6 separate regions of the Mus musculus genome follow, and all the other regions are linked to region 1. A link is a contact called in public HiChIP or PLAC-seq and promoter capture Hi-C data. All regions are on one chromosome and are shown on one strand. The core of a region is the stretch at or near the end of the contact, and the rest is flanking DNA. Distances in the headings are between cores, read along the strand shown. Region 1 holds the start of 1190005I06Rik (RIKEN cDNA 1190005I06 gene). Region 2 has its middle 19 kb from the start of Gm39264. Region 3 holds the start of Mthfsd (methenyltetrahydrofolate synthetase domain containing). Region 4 has its middle 27 kb from the start of Gm32968. Region 5 has its middle 48 kb from the start of A330074K22Rik. Region 6 has its middle 14 kb from the start of Cibar2.

Region 1 (2,765 bases), core at 146-2,645:
TGGGAAGCATCTGTTCTGTGTTCCAGAGAAGGGGCACGGCTGGGGGAGGTGATGTAACATGCTGTGTTGTGAAGCTGGAGACCACAGCAAACGCCCTGCTCCAGCTCCTAAACACTTCCGCCCATCCTGGTTCATGCCTGGAGACAGACATGGCAGGCAGGCACAAAGTGCTGGCCCAGGAATGCCCACTTCACACGAGGACCTGGGGGCTCAAGCCAGGGCAGGCCCCATGTTGCCTGGGGAAGGTGGGACATGGGCTATCCTACCCACTTCTGCTGGAATTCTGAAGAATATTTGATCCATCTCCTATCCCTGTGGCCTTAACAAAGCCAGGGTCTGAAATGTCACTGCATTTTTCTTTAGTGATGGTTCATAGTAGGATCGTACCTGTGTATCCACCGCAGGAATTCCACTTTCCTGCCCTGGACTCAGTTTCCCCTTATAGTCATTAGAAACATACACAGCCCGGGGGTACGGAGACCTGAGGCTGGTAGAGTGGCCACACGCTACAGACTTGCGACAAAGAATTGATCTAGGCAGGTGCGTGGGGCATTGAGGAGGGTCCCATGAGAGAACCATTAAGATACAGGGCTGGCCAGCACTCGGGAGGCAGAGGCAGGCAGATTTCTGAGTTCGAAGCCAGCCTGGTCTTCAAAGTGAGTTCCAGGACAGCCAGGGCTATACAGAGAAACTCTGTCTCGAAAAACCAAAAAAAGAAAAGAAAAGAAAAGAAAAAGAGACAGGGCTGGAAGCCACACCTGGGTATTGAAAGGGTGTGGGTGTATGGCTCAGTGGTGGATACTTGCTGGATGTATGGAGGAGGGGTACGGGGAAGCCATGACATCAAAAACATAAAAATAAAGGTGGCTAGGCATTGGCCCCAAGCTTGTAATCCTAGCACTTAGGAGATAGAGGTCAGAGGATCAGGGGTTCAAGGGCAGCCTTGTGTGGGCTACAAGAGGCCCTATCTCAAATAATACAAAAGTAATCATGATATAGGGAGTGGGGAGGCGGCAGCCCGAGGCCTCTGAGTCTTCACCCTCAGGTCCTCTGCCAGCTGTGACAGGCGGGGGCACGTGGCCAGTCAAAATGCCAGAACCCAGCAGCGGGGAAGCCCGGGAGTCACAATGCCACCTGAACCTCCCAACTGCAGCGACGAGCCGGGGGCGTTACCTCTGCGTCTCTGCACAGGAGGCGGAGCCGGGCTCCCCATTTCCTTCCACAGAACCGGGGACAGCCGGCCGATGCCCAAACTTTGCCCGGTGCCGGGAGCGCGGCTGCGGTGGGGGAGGCGGGCAGGGAGGCGCGGCGGCAGGGGTTGTGGCTGAGCCCTGGGCGGGCTGCGGGGCGGAGCGGCCCGGGCGGCGCCGCCCTCCAGGTGCCGGGCGGGGGCCGAGGCAAGCGCGGCTGCAGGCAGAGCAGGCCGGGCCATGACCCCCGCGGCCCACGGCTGCAAGCGCGTCGCCTGGTGTCCCTCACGGCCGCCAGCGTCCGCGCCCAGCGCGCCCCAGGAAGCGGTGAGTGTGCGCGCGCCGTGCGCGCCACGGCGGACGCACCGGGACCTGGGTTTTGGCGACCTGGGATAGGGACCCAGGACGAGGGACCCCAGGATCGTGGAGATCTGGGACCAAGGGGACCCCGAGGTGGGGAATCCGAGACGGTGGAGACCCGGGTTGGGGAACCCGGGAGGGTAGGGAGCATGGGGTGGGGTGGAGACGGGGGAGGGGTGGCCTGTGGAGACCCCAAGGTGGTGGGGACTCCAGAGTGATGGGGGACCCTTTGGACCCTGGCGTCCCACAACTTCCTGCAGACTTCGCTGATCAGCTCGGCCTCCTCTGGCCGCGTGTCTGACATCGGGCGGGGGCGTGTCCCGCGCGTGGCAGCCTCAGGCCCCTCTTTGCACCCGGCTGGGTTGTCAGGTTGCCGAGCAGTCGGGCAAGGTGGGGGCAGGAGGCCTCGGGAGGAACCGCTTCCCTCCACCAAGTGTTTCCAATGTATTATTGATGAGCTGCCTCGCTTAGGGGCGCCCAGTACATCAAAGCAGCTTCGCGACCGCAAAGGGCGACCCGCTCGAAGCAGGCACTTCTCTTGGCAGGGCTGGCCCTGGCAGATCTGGGGAGGGCGCTTATTAAAAAGAGGACCCGCAGCTCCCCTTGGGGACTCTGAGGGCAGGAAGGACTTCTGGCCTTTGCCAAGAGAACGGTGCAGCGCAATGTAGGAGTCGTTCCCGAGAGAGTAGAGAAATGTTAGAACACGCCCTGTTTTACAGACAAGGAAACTGAGTCCCAGACGGCTTCTCCTGTGTGGCAGATTCTGATGTCTCTCTCCAGCCTGAGACACCTCTCTGGTTGTGCTAGCAGCTGAAAGCACCTCTTGCCTATCCAGATCCCTTTCCTAGTCAGGACACAATGTAGCTTGGTCCCCTTCGTGGTCCCCCCTCCCTCAGGTCCGGGTCCTCTGCACAGGAGAAAGGCTGTATATTTATGGAAAGACTTAATCCCTCCACCAGCCCCAAGGCCGTGGAAAGCTGTGTCTAATCTGTCCCTGGAAGGCCTCAGCTGGTGGGCACACACCAGGCCGGAGTGTGCGTCCCCTAGGGAGGTGTAGGTCACTTACAAAGCAACTCGTCCTCCTGGGCTGAGGACGCGGAGATGTGAGTGCTTAGCCAGCAGTTGGCCTGTGCCAGACCTGCTCCTGAGCTGGCTGTCTTCACACTCACACAACCCTCTAACCAAAGTTGCCTCTTGTCCCCATTTTAGAGGCGG
Region 2 (2,700 bases), core at 149-2,648, 270 kb after region 1:
CTGCCTCTCCATCCACCTCTCTCAACCCTACTAAGCTCCTTTATGAGCTAGGTCCACACTCGGAGCTGCGTACAAGCTTCAGCCCAGCAAGGCAAGGCAGGCTTCCTCCTGCTCCCCAGCGTCCTGCCTGGCACTGCCACTATGGCTTCTGTGGGGACCAGGCCCTCGGAGGTGACAGCTATTTCCCTATAGTCCTGATTTCTCTGCCTCGTGTTCTCCTGGCAGGCTCAGCTGACCAAGACATTTTGTGCACAGAGGAGGAAGGCTATGCCCTAAGACACAGAGGGGTCACCCTGACAGCCCTCATTCCTGTAGGAATTTGGCACCACAAGGGGGGTCAACACAAAGGTCAAAGGTCAAAGAGACACAGTCAAGGCTGGGGTGCTGGGAAAGGATGTGCGTATGCGTGGGACACAGGGAGGAGGAGGAGGAGGCTCAGACGAGAAAGGAGAAGAGGCTCCACAAGAGGAGGCTCCACGGCACAGAAGGCCAGGCAAGTGGTGGGCTCTCAGAGGCTGAGGTGGGCTGTGGGTTTCAGAGCCTAGTCAGTGCTCTTTGCTTGGGGGTGGGGGTTGTAGATGCAAGGGACACAGGCCACTGGGAGGGAGGAGGGACAGGAGGCTCCAGCATTTCTGAGTCAAGGGTCTCGGGTCTCTCCCCAGAGAACTTCTTCTCTGCCCTATTCAGCTGGTAGGGTCTCCATTCTGAATTCCCTTCTCTCTAAAGTCCCCAGTCACATGGTGCTTCCCCTGTGGCTTGCTCTTCTTGGTGTCCATCTTGATGCATTTGGGGGAAAGAGAGCACTCCAGGTGCCCTCAGCTTTGGCAGTGTTTGGGGGTTCCAGGGGAAAGTTCTAGGCAGATCTATGTTCTGGATGCATTTGGAGGTGGGGACCAGGGTGATCTGCCTGCTGTCTCCAAGGTACCCAGGGGAGGGGAAGGGGCAGAACCTGGTTCCTGGGGCTAACCCCACCCACTCCAGGCTTCTGTTTCTGGCTCTGCTGGGTTGCGCCCCCTTCTGGGCCAGTGACAAACTACATCCACAGCTTCTGTCCGGGAGGGGCAGGAAACCATCCTGACCCCTGACCTGCTCAGCAAAGAGAGGGGAATTTGGGGGTCCAAATGCAGGCTGTCCTTACTCAGCAGCTTACAAGGCTGGCCCACCACACCCCTGAGTTCTGGAGTGACCCCACTGTCCTGCAACTGCCTGAATAGAGACACACTTCCTGTCCACTCCGCCCCTTTCACTGACACTAGGGACCCCGTACCAAAGACATAGTCAGCCCAGTCAGGCTGACTGGAACGGACCGCCAACCAGCAGGCTCTATGAGACACCACCTCCTCCTGCAGCTGTGAACAAAGAGCCACCTCACAGGGCAAAGTGGACCTCTTGTGGCTGTAGCTGGGACATTAAACCCTAGGCAGAAGGAGAGGTTAGATAAGCCAGTTGGGTGTGTTGGGGTCTCAGGGTTATTCCAGCTGGGGAGGGGTACAATGGGAGAGAAAGGAGAAACACGAGGAAGGGGCCACAGGCCAAGGACAGCTGAGGCTTTCAGAAGCTGGGGCAAGCGCGAGGCAGATCTTACACACTAAGGAGGAAGCAGCCTGTGAGGCCTTAGCCTGGAACCCAGCCGAGAGCTCTGACCTCTAACCTAAAAGGAAGAGGCACGTTTGGAGCCACTAAGTTCCAGGTGACATGTGACAGCAACCACAGGAAACCGGTGTGACGGGAAGAAGGCCGTTCCCAGACTCACACAAGTGTTTGCTCCCAGGAACATCCTCCAGGGCACAAGCTCAGCTGTGACCTTGAGTGCCCTTGGCCGAGCCATGACCAAGGCTGGGTCCTCTGTTTCCTAAAGGCATTGCTTCTTCTGGTTTTGTTTTGCTTGTAAGATTTGTTTGTTTTTATTTCTTAGGCGAGAGTGTTTTGCCTGTGTGGAAGTGCACCACCTTTGTGCAGTCCCTCTGAAAGCCAGGAGAGGGCGCCAGGTTCCCTGGGCTGGAGTGACTTGAGGCTGGACACTATCTAAATGTGGGTGCTGGGATTTGAACCCTGGCCCTTTGCAAGAAGAGCAGCCAGTGCCCTTCAACACTTGGCCATCTCTGCAGCTCTTCTTATAGCTCCCTCACCAGGTGTTTGAAATAAATTCACTCAACCCTCAGAGCTCCTGTACAAAACATGTGCTGACTGGACCATGCCCTGAGGAGAGAAGGAAGGCTCTAGAGTTGGATAAGAAGCCACTTGGATGCACATACCTGGGCTCTAATTTCCTCCATCCACTGCCGCACAGACCCCAGCTCCCATTCACCCAGTGAAAGCTTGCGAGTCCCCCACACCCCACCCCGCCCGCCTAGGCCAGCCAGCATCACACAGACACACACAGACACACACACACACACACACACACACACACACACGGAGGTAAGAGACCCACAAATTGGAAGGAACAACATTTCCAGATGGGAATGAAGCTGAAGAGAGAGGCTACAACCCCGTGAGCAACTACTAAAAGCTGAACGGAATAAGCCCCCGAGGACACAGGGAAAGTGTCACACATATGTGGCCTTCAGGAGGGTGGGCCAGGCTAGTTATAACATTGTCTCCCTAGGGCCCCATGACTCTTCACCCACAGGGCCCACAAAAGTCACTTCAGTGGCTCCGAGCATAGTCTTTGTGTGTGTTTACGTGCTTGTGTGGAGA
Region 3 (2,700 bases), core at 188-2,687, 470 kb before region 1:
TGTCACCAGCTTCTTCACACCTGCACACATAGGAAGCATGACTCCAAAACACACACACACACACACACACACACACACACACACACACACACGCAAGAACATGCAAGCTGAGGTGCGGTGACACTGGGCTGTACTCCTAGCACATGGGAGTTTGGGAGGTTGAGGCAGGAGGATTGTGAGTTCAAGGTCAGGACAGAGTACAACCCTGTCTCAAAACACCTAAAGGAACAGGAAGAGACAGAAGAAAGGAAGAAATGAGGGAGGAAGAGGAAGAGAAAAAGGAAGCTGGGGTTGGGGAAGGGCAGGAAAGGCAAACATTAGCCAGGCATGGTGGCTCACAACTTCACAGCCCTTGGGAGAAGAGACAAGTGGGTCTGTGGTTTCAAGGCCAGCCAGGGCTGCATAGTCAGACCCTGTCTCAAAAAAAAAAAAAAAAAAAGTGTACTAATCATTTTGGTGATTAGTGGGCAGGAAGGACTGAGTGCTAACAATCTCTAACCAACCGGGGAATCCGTGAAGATGGCACCCATGACGCCACCTTTCTCAGGTACAGGGCAGTTCAGGGAAGCCTTGTCTGTTCAAGGTGCAAAGGCAAAGCTGCAAAACAGACACTAGCTGCCCTTACATCCCCCAATCAGACAATAGCTGCCCTCACATCCCCCAATCAGAGGCTAGGATGTGTGGAGCTGAGTGGCCAGTGCAGACTTGTACATCCTTAGCCCAACAGATGCTCCAAATGCACAGTATGCTGACTACAAGCATTGGGAACACACACACACACACACACACACACACACACACAAAATCGACCAAGCTGTCCCTGACTTACAACCCTCTTCATTTCAGGAGTGCCTTTCCTTTATAAACAGTCTTTATTTTTATGTCTAACCACGTGTTCCTGGTACAATTCATGGTACAGAAAAGAAAGTTGGAAACCCTAGATCCACTCCTATAAACAGGTTTCCTTGTTAACCTTGAATTTCAAGGGATGTTTCTATAGGTACTATACATACTCGCACACACACACACAGAGCTTGTGAAGCTCAAAAGACAACTTTCGGGAGTCATTTTTCTCCTTTTACCCTGTGTGGGTCCTGAGAATCGAACTCAAGTTGTCAGGCTTAGCAACAAGCGCCTTTATCTCGCTGAACCATCTCGTCCGCCCTAGAGTGTTATATGTTCCATACGGTATAAATGTATGCGTGTTGTGTGCGTGTGTGTCTCGGGAAATCCTGGGCATCCGCGTTGCAAGGCAGTTCCAGCGGTGACCTCTGGTCCTCTAATGCGTCGGTGCTACTACTGCAGGGAACCCCAAACCCAGAACGGGAGTCCGCCCACTGCACCAACCGCGCGTGCGCGAACCTTGCGGGTCACTAGCTTCAGTGCGCAGGTGCAGCACGAAGCGCTGGCGTCTGGCGTCACTAGCGCGCGGGGACATGCTACGGGGCGTCGCTCGGTGACGTGTTAGCCATGGAGACCCAGGAGGGTGAGGAAGACCGAGGGTGATGGGGAAACCGAGGCTGGGACGGCGCGGTTGTTCCCGTGGTCCGCATGCGTGGGGGAGGACGCGGCTCGGCCTGGTACGGCTGGGACGCCGAGGCTGGCAGCCGGGAGGGAGGATCAGTCCCATCCTCGCCTTGCTTGGCTGGACAGGTTTTAGCCAGCCAGGCTGGGGAGGTCGCGCAGCGGCGGCGAGCACTCGCCCAGCAGGCACCCGGCCCGCGCTGCAAAGCGTTCTCGACAAGTGCACCGGCCGCGAAAGTAGGGAAGGCAACCATTGCTGGTCAGTGGGGTCTGCTGGTGCAAACGCTGTGATACCAGCAGGAGAGAGAGGGAGGAAGGGAGAGAGAGGAGAGAAGTGAAAGAGGAGAGCGAGCGGGAGAGGAAGGGAGGGAGGTGGAGAAGAGAGGAGGGAGAAAGGCCCAGCAAGCCTATGCGGTGACTCACAAGTCCAGTTCCACGGGAAGGGACCCAGTGCCCTCCCGCACCTGCATGCACACCCCGCCGGTTCGGTTGCTGGCGGTGCACATATACAATAAATACATCTTTGTGCTTTGTTTTGTTTTGTTTTCTTCGAGTCAGGGTTCCTCTGTGTAATCCTGGCTGCCCTAGAATTCACTCTGTATTTCAGGCTGGCCTCAAAATTTAGAGATTTAGAGCGCCTCTGCCTCCCAAGAGCTCGGATTAAAGGCTTGCACCAGCTATAAATATCAAGGAAGACAAATGTACTTTCTATACGCCTGCCTTGTGAGGTTTGTAAGGTCATTTGTAAGATTTAACAGTTTAAAGGACATGTTGGGAGTGTGGCTCAGTGATAGTGTTCTTGCTTAGCACACTTAAAGCCCCAGGTGTGACCCACTGGATCACTAACTAGTTCAAAAGATGACCTTCTAGCCAGACCTGGTGGCACACCCGTAACCTCACTATTTGGGGGCTGAAGGAAGAGCACTTAAAGGTTCAAGCCCCATTTTGATCAGAGAGACACCCTGCCTCAAAAAGGTGTGTAGCTCACTCGTAGAGAGCTTGCCTGGGATGCAGGAACCCCTAGCACTGCCGAGGAAAGACTACAGATTGATTTACAGTTGGTTTCAGTGTGTTCCAGCTTCCTAGCAGAAATGAAGGTGCTTCTCTCAACTGGCCAGGGAGCTCGAGGGAAAACTAATACTTTTGGTTATCTTAAGCTGGTCTGACTCGGTCGCA
Region 4 (2,700 bases), core at 175-2,674, 330 kb after region 1:
ATACTAAGCTGCTTTGAATTCCTGCTTACAGGGGGCTCACTCTAGTCACAGGTAATTTTATTTTACTTATATTTTCTTTTATTTTGAGATAAGTAAATTCTCCATGTAGTTCTGACTGTCCTGTGACTTGTTATATAACCAGAGACCCACCTGCTTCTGCCTCGTCCAGCTCTACATCCAGCTCAAATGGCTTTAAAAAAACAAAACAAAACAAAACAAAACCCTGCAGTATTAAATCCAATGTTTTTTTCCTCAACACTAATCAAAGTAAGTACAGAAACCCACAAAGAAGCTGGGCAATGGTGGCTCACACCTTTAATCCCAGCACTTGGGAGGAAGAGGCAGGTAGATCTCTGAGTTCAAGACCAGCCTGGTCTAGAGTTCCAGGATAGCCAGGGCTACAGAGAAACCCTGTCTCAAACCAAAACCAAACCCACAAACAAAAAACAAACACTTGGTGACAGGGCTTCAAATACCACACTTCAGCCAGGCCAAGGGCACAAATTACCTAAGTCACATGTATAAAATGGGATCATGACTTTGACCTGGCCTGGTTTGAGCCTAGTTTCCTGTCTACTGTATAGTATCATTGACAATCCCAGGGCACAATACCAAAGTCCCTGTGTCTCCATTTCCCCCACTTCAGTGGTGCCAGCCCTGGAGATTAGACATGGAACTCTCCTCAGAGTGTTCAAACAGCATAGAGCCAGCTCCCAGCAAAACCCAGGAGTTGCAAGGTCCTCCAGTTGCCCAGCAAGCTAGGGTTGTAATCTCAGCTGTGTAGCCTCAGGCAAGTGAATGTACCTCTCTGGTTTACCCATCTACAACTTAGAAATGGCAAGCTCACCAAGGAACCCACTAGGAACCCCCCCCCCCCTTTCTCCATGGCTTGGCTGTACACCCAGAACCCACTGTGTTAACATGATTGGCACCCAAGGATGTCATGGGTAGGATGGAATCCCAAGGCCCAAGTACATAAGAACAACACTCTCAGGCTCTGCCACAAGTCACCAAACCTGCCATGAAAGAATAAAGGGGGCACAACCAGCAGCTCTCTCCACCCTGACCTCCCCAGGCAAGCGCCCTTCCCAGGGTGAGAGCGCCATCTGCTGGAAGCATGGGGCGTGGCACCTGTTTCAACCTTGCCCAGCTTGTACCTGGGTCAGGGCTTTGGGCTTGAGGCTGGATCTTTAAGAACTGCTGTTCAGCCCCCCCAGGCGTCCAACACCAATGACAGACTTCTGGGATTTGACCTTAGGCCTCCACTGAGCACCCTGGCGGTGAGACCTGAACCCTCCTTTGCACGGAGCCTCAGCTCCTGCTACTGCCTTCGGTCTCCTACAGCATACTCGGCTGCCAACAGTAGAGCTGTGACTGCTCCAGTCGACAGCTGCCCTGCAGGGGCACAGGCTGCAGGAAGCTATGGTAGGACGCTGTGTGCCTGAAGGCTGCTGGCGGGAGGCCACAGAGTCCTTCCACCACCCACAGAGCAGAGGAGGAGCCGGAGCTGGGAAGATTACAACAGCGGTCTCCTTGAATCAGCCCCATTCTCTGTGAGAGGACAGCAGGCACCTGTTAGCATGACTGAGGCTCGTCCGTGAGGGATGCTAGACATCAGGGATGACACACCTGGCACGCATCACGCTACTGAGAGGGTCCCTCCTACGGAGCCAAGTGTGGCTATTAGAGCCCTGAGTTGCAGAGCAAGCTGCACCAGATCTTAGAGGGAGGACTTGCAGCAACCTCTACTGGAGCACACTGAGCAAGCCAGCATGCTTCCCTCCTCTCCTGTCTCTGTTCATGTTCACGCTGATGTAAGACACAGGTACACATGCATGGAGAAGCCAGGAGTCATTGTCAGGTGTCCTCCTCAATCACTTTGCCATCTGGCGTTTTGAGACAGGGTCTCTCACTGACCCAGAGGTTCACTGATACAGCTAAGCTAGCTTGCCAGTGAGCACCAGGCTCCTGCCTCCACACCCCCAAAGTTAGATGCATGCTACTACTGTACATATATATAATATATGATATATGATATATACTATATGTTATATATAACATGATATATAAAATATATATTATATAATATAAAGTATATTATGAATTATACATGTATATCATATATTATATACATATATAATATATTATATATACAGGTATATATTAACTTGGTTTATTAACTTATGTGTATGGTTTGCCTGCATGTATGTCTGTGAACCATGTGTGTACAGGGCCCACAGAGGCCAGAAGAGGGTGACAGATCCCCTGGACCTGTTAAGAGACTGTTGTGAGTCACCACGTGGGTGCTGGGAATCCAACTCTGGTTCTCATATTTAAGGGAGCACTTTCCTAACTGACCCATTCCCCAGCCCCGCCCATCGTCAACTCTTTCCATGGTGTGGTGAAACACACCCCGGGTCATGCTGGTCAGTCTAGAGATACAGAGTACACGGTCAGTCCCATAACCACTACCTCTGTCTATTCTAGAACGTTCTCACAGCCCTAGGAAGAAACTCTGCACCTCTTAGTTTCCCCTGCTCCTGCTCAGCTGCACTTCATGCCCATGGTCATCCTATGGCTTGTGGGTGTATCAAGCTTCAATCTCTCCCATCATGCTTTGGGGTGCACCCACACAAGTCTCCTCATAGCCAGGTGAGCACCCAGTGAGTGCATAGACACCTTCTTATGCACCCTCTGTGA
Region 5 (2,700 bases), core at 56-2,555, 360 kb after region 1:
TTTCCTCAATTGTGATGGCTCCCCGGTACTTCAAACATAACACTCCTGCCCTTACAGGCGAGCATTTGAACAACTTAGTGTTCTTTCCCAACTCCCTTCCTAGGAGTCCAGCCTCATCCACCCTCCAGCCTCAGAGGCAGCCCTACAGTGTGCAGCGGGCCGCACCAGCTTCGCTATTCCTCGACTTGGAACCAGGTCTTCTGCCCCCTCTTCCCAGGGCCTAGTGACTGCTCTTTCAAGCTGTCTCCAGAAAAGTCTGTCAGGAGGAGGGAAGAGACACTTCAGGATCCCCAAGGAGTAGGGGACTCTCAGTATTCCAGATCTCAGTACTGCATAGTTAAAGTTACAGGGTAGTCGCTCCCTTGGGGTCTCAAGGCTCAAAGAGCCTGAACTCTCCTCAGCAAATCTTCTCCCGAACCTTCAAGTATTCCGCTGTCCCACCCCAAAGTTTTGGCTTCCACAAGTGGTTCTGGTGACTAAGCGCTGTGGGGCTCCCTGACCCAGGTCTGGGTACTCGTGGGATCTCTGATCTGAAACACTGTAGCTGTCTTGCTCGCTCGTCTTGCCTGGCCCAAAGCCCTGGCCTCCACACGTGGCTGTGAGCGCCCCCTGTGCAGCTTGTAAGCTGCACTCGGTTCTCACCCAACCAGTGACGCTTCAAGACCCTGGGAGGTAAGATCACAGAACCAGGTCACACAGCTAGGAAGGGACAGGGTCTGGGCTCAGTGAGCTCACAGGGCCAAGTCATAAAGCTAGGAAGGAACAGGGTCTGGTCCAGGAACACAGATGGTGGCCTCCAGAGTCCCAGGAGCAGTTGGTGGGTGTGGGTCACGCTTCTTCCTTTCTTCATCATTGCTCCGCCCTGGGCCAGAACATGTCCTCAAAGAGCCACGCATAGGATATGCGGGTGACAACAAGCCACGGATCAGGCACTGTCTCCCTCTCAAGCCTCAGTTTCCCCACTATCTGCTACGGGGTTCGCGGGGGTGGGGGAGTCTCGCAACATCCAGGGAGAGTAGCCCTCTTACAGGCCCAGCCCCTGGCAGGCCCCAGGCCAGGAGGAGCCGGGAGGGGCCGGGAAATCCGGGGGCCGCGGCCCGGGCCGGCGCCGGAGGGGGCGCCGGCGGCCCCAGATGCTGCCAGCATTCCTGGAAGGTAGCGCCAGGCCAGCGCCGCCAGATGTGCCTCACAAGCAGCTGCCCCGCGCTAATAAGGTCAGCGCCTGGCTCCAGCAAGCCGCGCACCGGCGGCGCCTCAACGCCTGGCACCGCGCTGGGGAAGAGGCGTGGTCGGGGCGTGGTCTGGGAGAGGGCCAGGGGGCTGCCCACGCCCAGAACCGCACCCCACGGCCTTGGCCTTGGCTGCTGTGGGACCACGCCCCTCCTCTCTCAAGACCACGCCCTTTGCAATCTGGAGGGCGGGGTGGGCCGATGAAGACTGTTTTATTGGATGTTTCCTGGCCTGGGGAGGTGGGGGTGTCCCTGTTCTTCCAGCAGAGCCAGCTGCGAGCAGAGGCCCCATCCTGTCCCCACCTCTCCTTGCACGCCCCCTTCCAGAGGTATGCGGTTACCTCTTGGGGACCTGGGGTGCATGGGGCCAGCTGGGTCCATGTCCGAGGTCTGTCTAGGTCCCCCGCAAGGCACACGGGCAACCCCCCACTTCCCCTAGATAAAGGCTGCAGCCGCCTTTGTTTCTCTGGTGTAACCGAGCCAGATGCCTCTAATCCCCCAGCTGGACCAGATTTGCAGTGGCTCTGGGGCCTCCCCGGTCCAGACGCCAGGCTCCAGGCCTCCGAGGCAGCTGCGAAGGGGGGCGGGGCTGGCATCTTCAGCCTCTCCCATCCCCTCTCAGGGTCAAGGGCAAGCGGAGCCAACAGCTTAGGGGTCATGCTTCATTGCTGGCCCGGCCCCAGGATTCTGTAAAGGAGGAACATTCAGGGCGCTAGGCCCAGGCCTCAGTTTCCCCGGTCGCTATCATGCAGTTTCCAGTCCTTCCTGTACAAGCTACAGAACAGTTCCGATAGTGACGGCACAGACACCCACATTTCTAAACTTCCCAGGAAGCTGAGAGCCCCCACCCCACGGCTGCTGGTGCCTGGGCATGGGAGGGGCTCAGAGAGGTCCCTACACTGGTAAGAAAGGATCATTCTGGGGAGAGACCAGAGAGGTTTGGTGACTTGCCTAAGACCACAAAGCAAACAAGAGCAGGGAGTAAGAACACCTGAGGGCAAACACAGGCGGAAAGACAGCCGGTGAGCACCCTCCTGAACACAAGGGGTTCTTGCAAGTGCAGCTGGAAGCCACCACCATCAGGCCCCCTCCACCAAGGTGAAAGGCGGATGCTCTGGCCCTGGTCTGGCTACTATTCTATTAGTCAAGGGGTGAAGGGATCTAGACGCAGTGTTTATCAGTCCCTAGGATGGGGCTGGCTATGGACAGTTATGTTGGAGAGGTCACCTTCCAGGCCACACCTGTGGTCCCAGCCATGCGTGGAGGGGAGAGGAGGGGAGGGGAGGAGAAGCCTGGAGTGTCCCGGGTCTCCCCAGCCCTTCACCTGGCCTCCTCTGCCAGGAGCCAGGCAGACGCCAAGTACAGAACCTGCCAGGAGTGTCTGATGCAGGTGGGCCTCTTTCCAAGGCCATTCATTATCCCAAGTCCCTGTCAGTCTGTCTGCTCCCACCACTTCTATCCCAGACCACAA
Region 6 (2,700 bases), core at 128-2,627, 440 kb after region 1:
TTGCACTCTGGCTCCTGAAGATGTAAGCAATAAAGCTTTGCCGCAGAAGATTCTGGTTTGTTGCGTCTTTCCTGGCCGGTCGTGAGAACGCGTCTAATAACACAGAGCCTCTTTCCAGACTGTGTCCCCCACTGTTCTTGGTACCAGCAGCCAGAACTCATACCTTCCAGAATTTCAGGGACCCCAAAGTCCTCCACTCCTCAGACTCTAGTCACACCACAGCCCTACCCTGCAACTCCTCACTTGAGCCAAGGGAACCCGGTCTTCGAGGTCCCTGGAGGTGTTACATCGCTGCACACAGCCCTGCTGGGAGCACCCTCTCTCCCCTATTTTTCATCTCTCCTCCCATAAGTCCACCCACAGCACCATCCCCTCCCGCCTCAGCAACCACAGTCCTTCTCTGCGCTCTGCTCTGCCTGTCCCATGTGACCCAGTAGACAATGAGAAAGGCACCTTTGGCATGCTCCTGCTTCAGCCCACAGAGTCCCTTCCCCATCACCATGCCCAGATACCATCCTTCCATGCCCTTTGGGCCTCCTCACTGAGGCCAGAAGGGTTTTTTAGATCCATGAGTCCACCAAGTTGTTCTGTGCCCCAGGGCCTTTGTACATGCCCTTCTTGCTGACTGGAGCACTGATCTGCTCCTTACAGGGCCGAGTGGATGGAGGAGGGAACCATAGGCAGAAGAACCATAGGGTGGACAGAAGTCTCCAGTCCCAGATCCCTATGGTGAATCGCAGGCAGGAGCTGGAGGGAGGGGCTGTTATAGCCCACAGCTTGAGGCCTAGGAAACCCCTTCTATCCCATTTTACCCTGACAGCAAACGCCCATGATCCCTATCCCCAAAGAGGTCTGGGACCAAAGCTGGATGCCTGCCACCGAGCTGGTATTGTCCTTAAAAGGCTCGTGAGAGTGTGTGATGTGGTGTGGAGTTGCTGGGGATGGGGGCTGGGGGTGGGTCACAGCCACTTCCCAGTCCTTGTCCTCCGAAGTAGATATGGGGTCTTTGGAGAGGCCTGTATTGTATTCAGGCCCCTACCTCCATGGGGACCCTGGAATGAGGGCTCCTGGAGTTGGAGAGGGGAAAATTAAGAATGAGGGAGGAAAGGAAGAGGAAGAAGAGGGAAGTGGTGGGAAAGGAGAGAGATGGGTCCAGAGAAGAAACAGTGTGAGAGAAAAGGCAGGAAGACTGGGGGGGGGGGGGCTAAGAAAAGCATAGAAAGGAGGGGGCAGTGCCCTTGCCCCGGGTGTCCCCAGCCACCCCAGGCCTGCTGGGGACCTGGCGGCAGCCCCAGCTGGAGGCATGCCCCGCAGCCTCGCCTCTCTCCTGGACAAGGCTGGTTACACAACGGTGGTGGCCGGCGTCCAGCGGGCTGTCACGTGGGTGCCGGAGTGGGGGCTGCTCCCCGGCGTGGCTGGGACTCGGCTCCAGCCCGGAGGCCAGAGCGTTCCCAGATGCGCTGGCGGCTGTAAAAGGCGCTGGTTCCTGTCAGCAGCAGGGCTCCGGGAGGGGACCCCCAGCAGCAGGCTGGCCAGATGGCTGCAACATGCGCTCTGGTGACAGGGCTGGGGGTACACAAGAGTGTCTACGCCCCCTCCTGGAAGTAGTGCAGGACCCCTTCCCCTGGCCTGGCCTCCCTCCAACTCTGCAAGGCTATGCATTGGACTTGGGGAGTCAGCAGCACCCCAAATCCTGCTCTTTACTTGGAGGTGGCATTCTTGACCAAGTACTGCACCCCAACTGCCCTCAGCTTCTGGGCAGTTGACCAGCTAATATTCTGCCCCTGTGCCCTAGCAACAAGGGAAAACATAAGGCCCATCTCCAGCCAATTGCAGTCCCCATTCTCTAAGCAACTATGATTGGTACAGAGGTGCACATGTGACTCAAACAGAACCAATCAGTGTCCGTCCCTGAGATTTTTTATTTTTATTTTTTTTCTTCTTTCCCTAGGTGAACCCAGGTGGATCAGACCTGGGAAGAGCAATTGGAGACTACTATTCTTCGGGCTCCTCTCTGCCTGTCTGGTGCCCTAGTAATACTAGAGTAATACTAGGGCTAACTGGGTTGATACCGCTGACCAGGACAGGTGGCTCAGATGGCCCAGCCACTGGAATGGAGAGAGCGACTCATAGGGCCACCCAGTGGCTCTGAGCACCAAGAGCCGTGAAATCCTAGCACCTGCGGGAGGCCACAACAGGAGCCCACGAGGGGTCCTTCCCAGCGGGCCCTGCAGCCTGAGGTCTATTCCCTGGGTAGGAGGGTCTGGAAGGGGGATCACAGGAGAGCAGGCCCACTGCAAGTTCAAATAGGAAGCAGGTCCAAGCCAAGGTTGGGCCTTGGAGGAGGTGGAGATGCTGGCCCTCCGCCCTTGGCAGGCCTTTCTGGGTCTTCACCCTCTTTCTCCGCAGCGTGAAGCACTTGGAGTTCTTCCTGATGCCTGCCCCTCATGACAGCCCTGTGGGCCGATGTTAGGTCTCAAAGCCGGGCGAATGGCTAACCGAGGTGTCTATTGAACACATTGGAGCGGACCTGGTGGCTAGGTTCTCCCAGCATCCGTCAGTCCCTATCTGTTACAGGGTATGGCTGTCATATCCTGCCCCCTACCCTGAACTGGGCTGGGCTGCCCTTCCCCCAGTGGCTCTTCCCTATGTCCCCAGCTATTCTGGTCACCAGACCCTTTTACCCCTTTTGTCCATGTG

What was found. Promoter capture Hi-C pulls out the DNA fragments that hold promoters and counts their contacts. HiChIP or PLAC-seq counts read pairs in DNA pulled down with a chosen protein or histone mark.
Region 2: a promoter capture Hi-C map of embryonic stem cells shows a contact between it and region 1, with 2.6 times the contacts expected there. The contact joins the enhancer-like site here to the promoter of 1190005I06Rik in region 1. A contact is called at or near these places in 4 of 39 promoter capture datasets (the C10 cell line, embryonic stem cells and hippocampal neurons), 5 of 115 datasets of contacts at active chromatin or transcription factors (the HPC-7 cell line, embryonic stem cells, pancreatic cancer cells and 1 more) and 1 of 9 other capture datasets (embryonic trunk).
Region 3: a FOXA1 HiChIP or PLAC-seq map of pancreatic cancer cells shows a contact between it and region 1. The contact joins the promoter of Mthfsd here to the promoter of 1190005I06Rik in region 1. A contact is called at or near these places in 3 of 39 promoter capture datasets (embryonic stem cells, hippocampal neurons and liver), 1 of 15 datasets of contacts at CTCF or cohesin (large pre-B cells), 1 of 484 Hi-C or Micro-C datasets (embryonic stem cells), 3 of 115 datasets of contacts at active chromatin or transcription factors (craniofacial prominence, large pre-B cells and pancreatic cancer cells) and 1 of 9 other capture datasets (adipose tissue).
Region 4: an H3K4me3 HiChIP or PLAC-seq map of forebrain shows a contact between it and region 1, with 3 times the contacts expected there. The contact joins the enhancer-like site here to the promoter of 1190005I06Rik in region 1. A contact is called at or near these places in 7 of 39 promoter capture datasets (the C10 cell line, the HPC-7 cell line, embryonic stem cells and 4 more), 2 of 15 datasets of contacts at CTCF or cohesin (the NIH/3T3 cell line and large pre-B cells), 11 of 115 datasets of contacts at active chromatin or transcription factors (double positive thymocytes, embryonic basal ganglia, embryonic forebrain and 5 more) and 2 of 9 other capture datasets (adipose tissue and embryonic stem cells).
Region 5: a contact with region 1 is called in an HNF4G HiChIP or PLAC-seq map of pancreatic cancer cells. The contact joins the enhancer-like site here to the promoter of 1190005I06Rik in region 1. A contact is called at or near these places in 2 of 39 promoter capture datasets (the C10 cell line and hippocampal neurons), 12 of 115 datasets of contacts at active chromatin or transcription factors (embryonic basal ganglia, embryonic forebrain, embryonic hindbrain and 7 more) and 1 of 9 other capture datasets (embryonic stem cells).
Region 6: an H3K4me3 HiChIP or PLAC-seq map of embryonic basal ganglia shows a contact between it and region 1, with 6 times the contacts expected there. The contact joins the enhancer-like site here to the promoter of 1190005I06Rik in region 1. A contact is called at or near these places in 11 of 39 promoter capture datasets (the 3T3-L1 cell line, the HPC-7 cell line, HPC-7-derived erythroid cells and 8 more), 1 of 484 Hi-C or Micro-C datasets (the G1E-ER4 cell line), 9 of 115 datasets of contacts at active chromatin or transcription factors (craniofacial prominence, embryonic basal ganglia, embryonic forebrain and 6 more) and 1 of 9 other capture datasets (embryonic stem cells).

What each region holds. Positions count from the first base shown.
Region 1 is chr8:120,633,020-120,635,784 of GRCm38.p6, reverse strand. It overlaps 1190005I06Rik (RIKEN cDNA 1190005I06 gene), which reads left to right and starts at 1,395. Exons shown (of 4, transcript NM_197988.3): 1 at 1,395-1,517. The coding sequence starts at 1,431. The region is part of intron 1 of Gm27021 (predicted gene, 27021); the gene reads left to right.
Region 2 is chr8:120,362,924-120,365,623 of GRCm38.p6, reverse strand. It overlaps a transcript of Gse1 not described here. Among named protein-coding and RNA genes, the nearest start is that of Gm39264, 19 kb to the right of the region's middle. Within about 2 kb of position 1,398, at least 97 of the 459 cell types and tissues checked have an H3K27ac peak or open chromatin away from gene starts, as enhancers often do. A contact at or near this core is called in the HPC-7 cell line and embryonic stem cells, where this site is marked.
Region 3 is chr8:121,107,074-121,109,773 of GRCm38.p6, reverse strand. It overlaps Mthfsd (methenyltetrahydrofolate synthetase domain containing), which reads left to right and starts at 1,437. Exons shown (of 9, transcript NM_001372381.1): 1 at 1,437-1,486. The coding sequence starts at 1,471.
Region 4 is chr8:120,299,460-120,302,159 of GRCm38.p6, reverse strand. It overlaps a transcript of Gse1 not described here. Among named protein-coding and RNA genes, the nearest start is that of Gm32968, 27 kb to the left of the region's middle. Within about 2 kb of position 1,424, at least 129 of the 459 cell types and tissues checked have an H3K27ac peak or open chromatin away from gene starts, as enhancers often do. A contact at or near this core is called in the HPC-7 cell line, adipose tissue, double positive thymocytes and 2 more, where this site is marked.
Region 5 is chr8:120,275,211-120,277,910 of GRCm38.p6, reverse strand. It overlaps a transcript of Gse1 not described here. Among named protein-coding and RNA genes, the nearest start is that of A330074K22Rik, 48 kb to the right of the region's middle. Within about 2 kb of position 1,305, at least 278 of the 459 cell types and tissues checked have an H3K27ac peak or open chromatin away from gene starts, as enhancers often do. A contact at or near this core is called in embryonic basal ganglia, embryonic stem cells and pancreatic cancer cells, where this site is marked.
Region 6 is chr8:120,189,993-120,192,692 of GRCm38.p6, reverse strand. No RefSeq gene overlaps it. Among named protein-coding and RNA genes, the nearest start is that of Cibar2, 14 kb to the right of the region's middle. Within about 2 kb of position 1,377, at least 159 of the 459 cell types and tissues checked have an H3K27ac peak or open chromatin away from gene starts, as enhancers often do. A contact at or near this core is called in craniofacial prominence, embryonic basal ganglia, embryonic forebrain and 4 more, where this site is marked.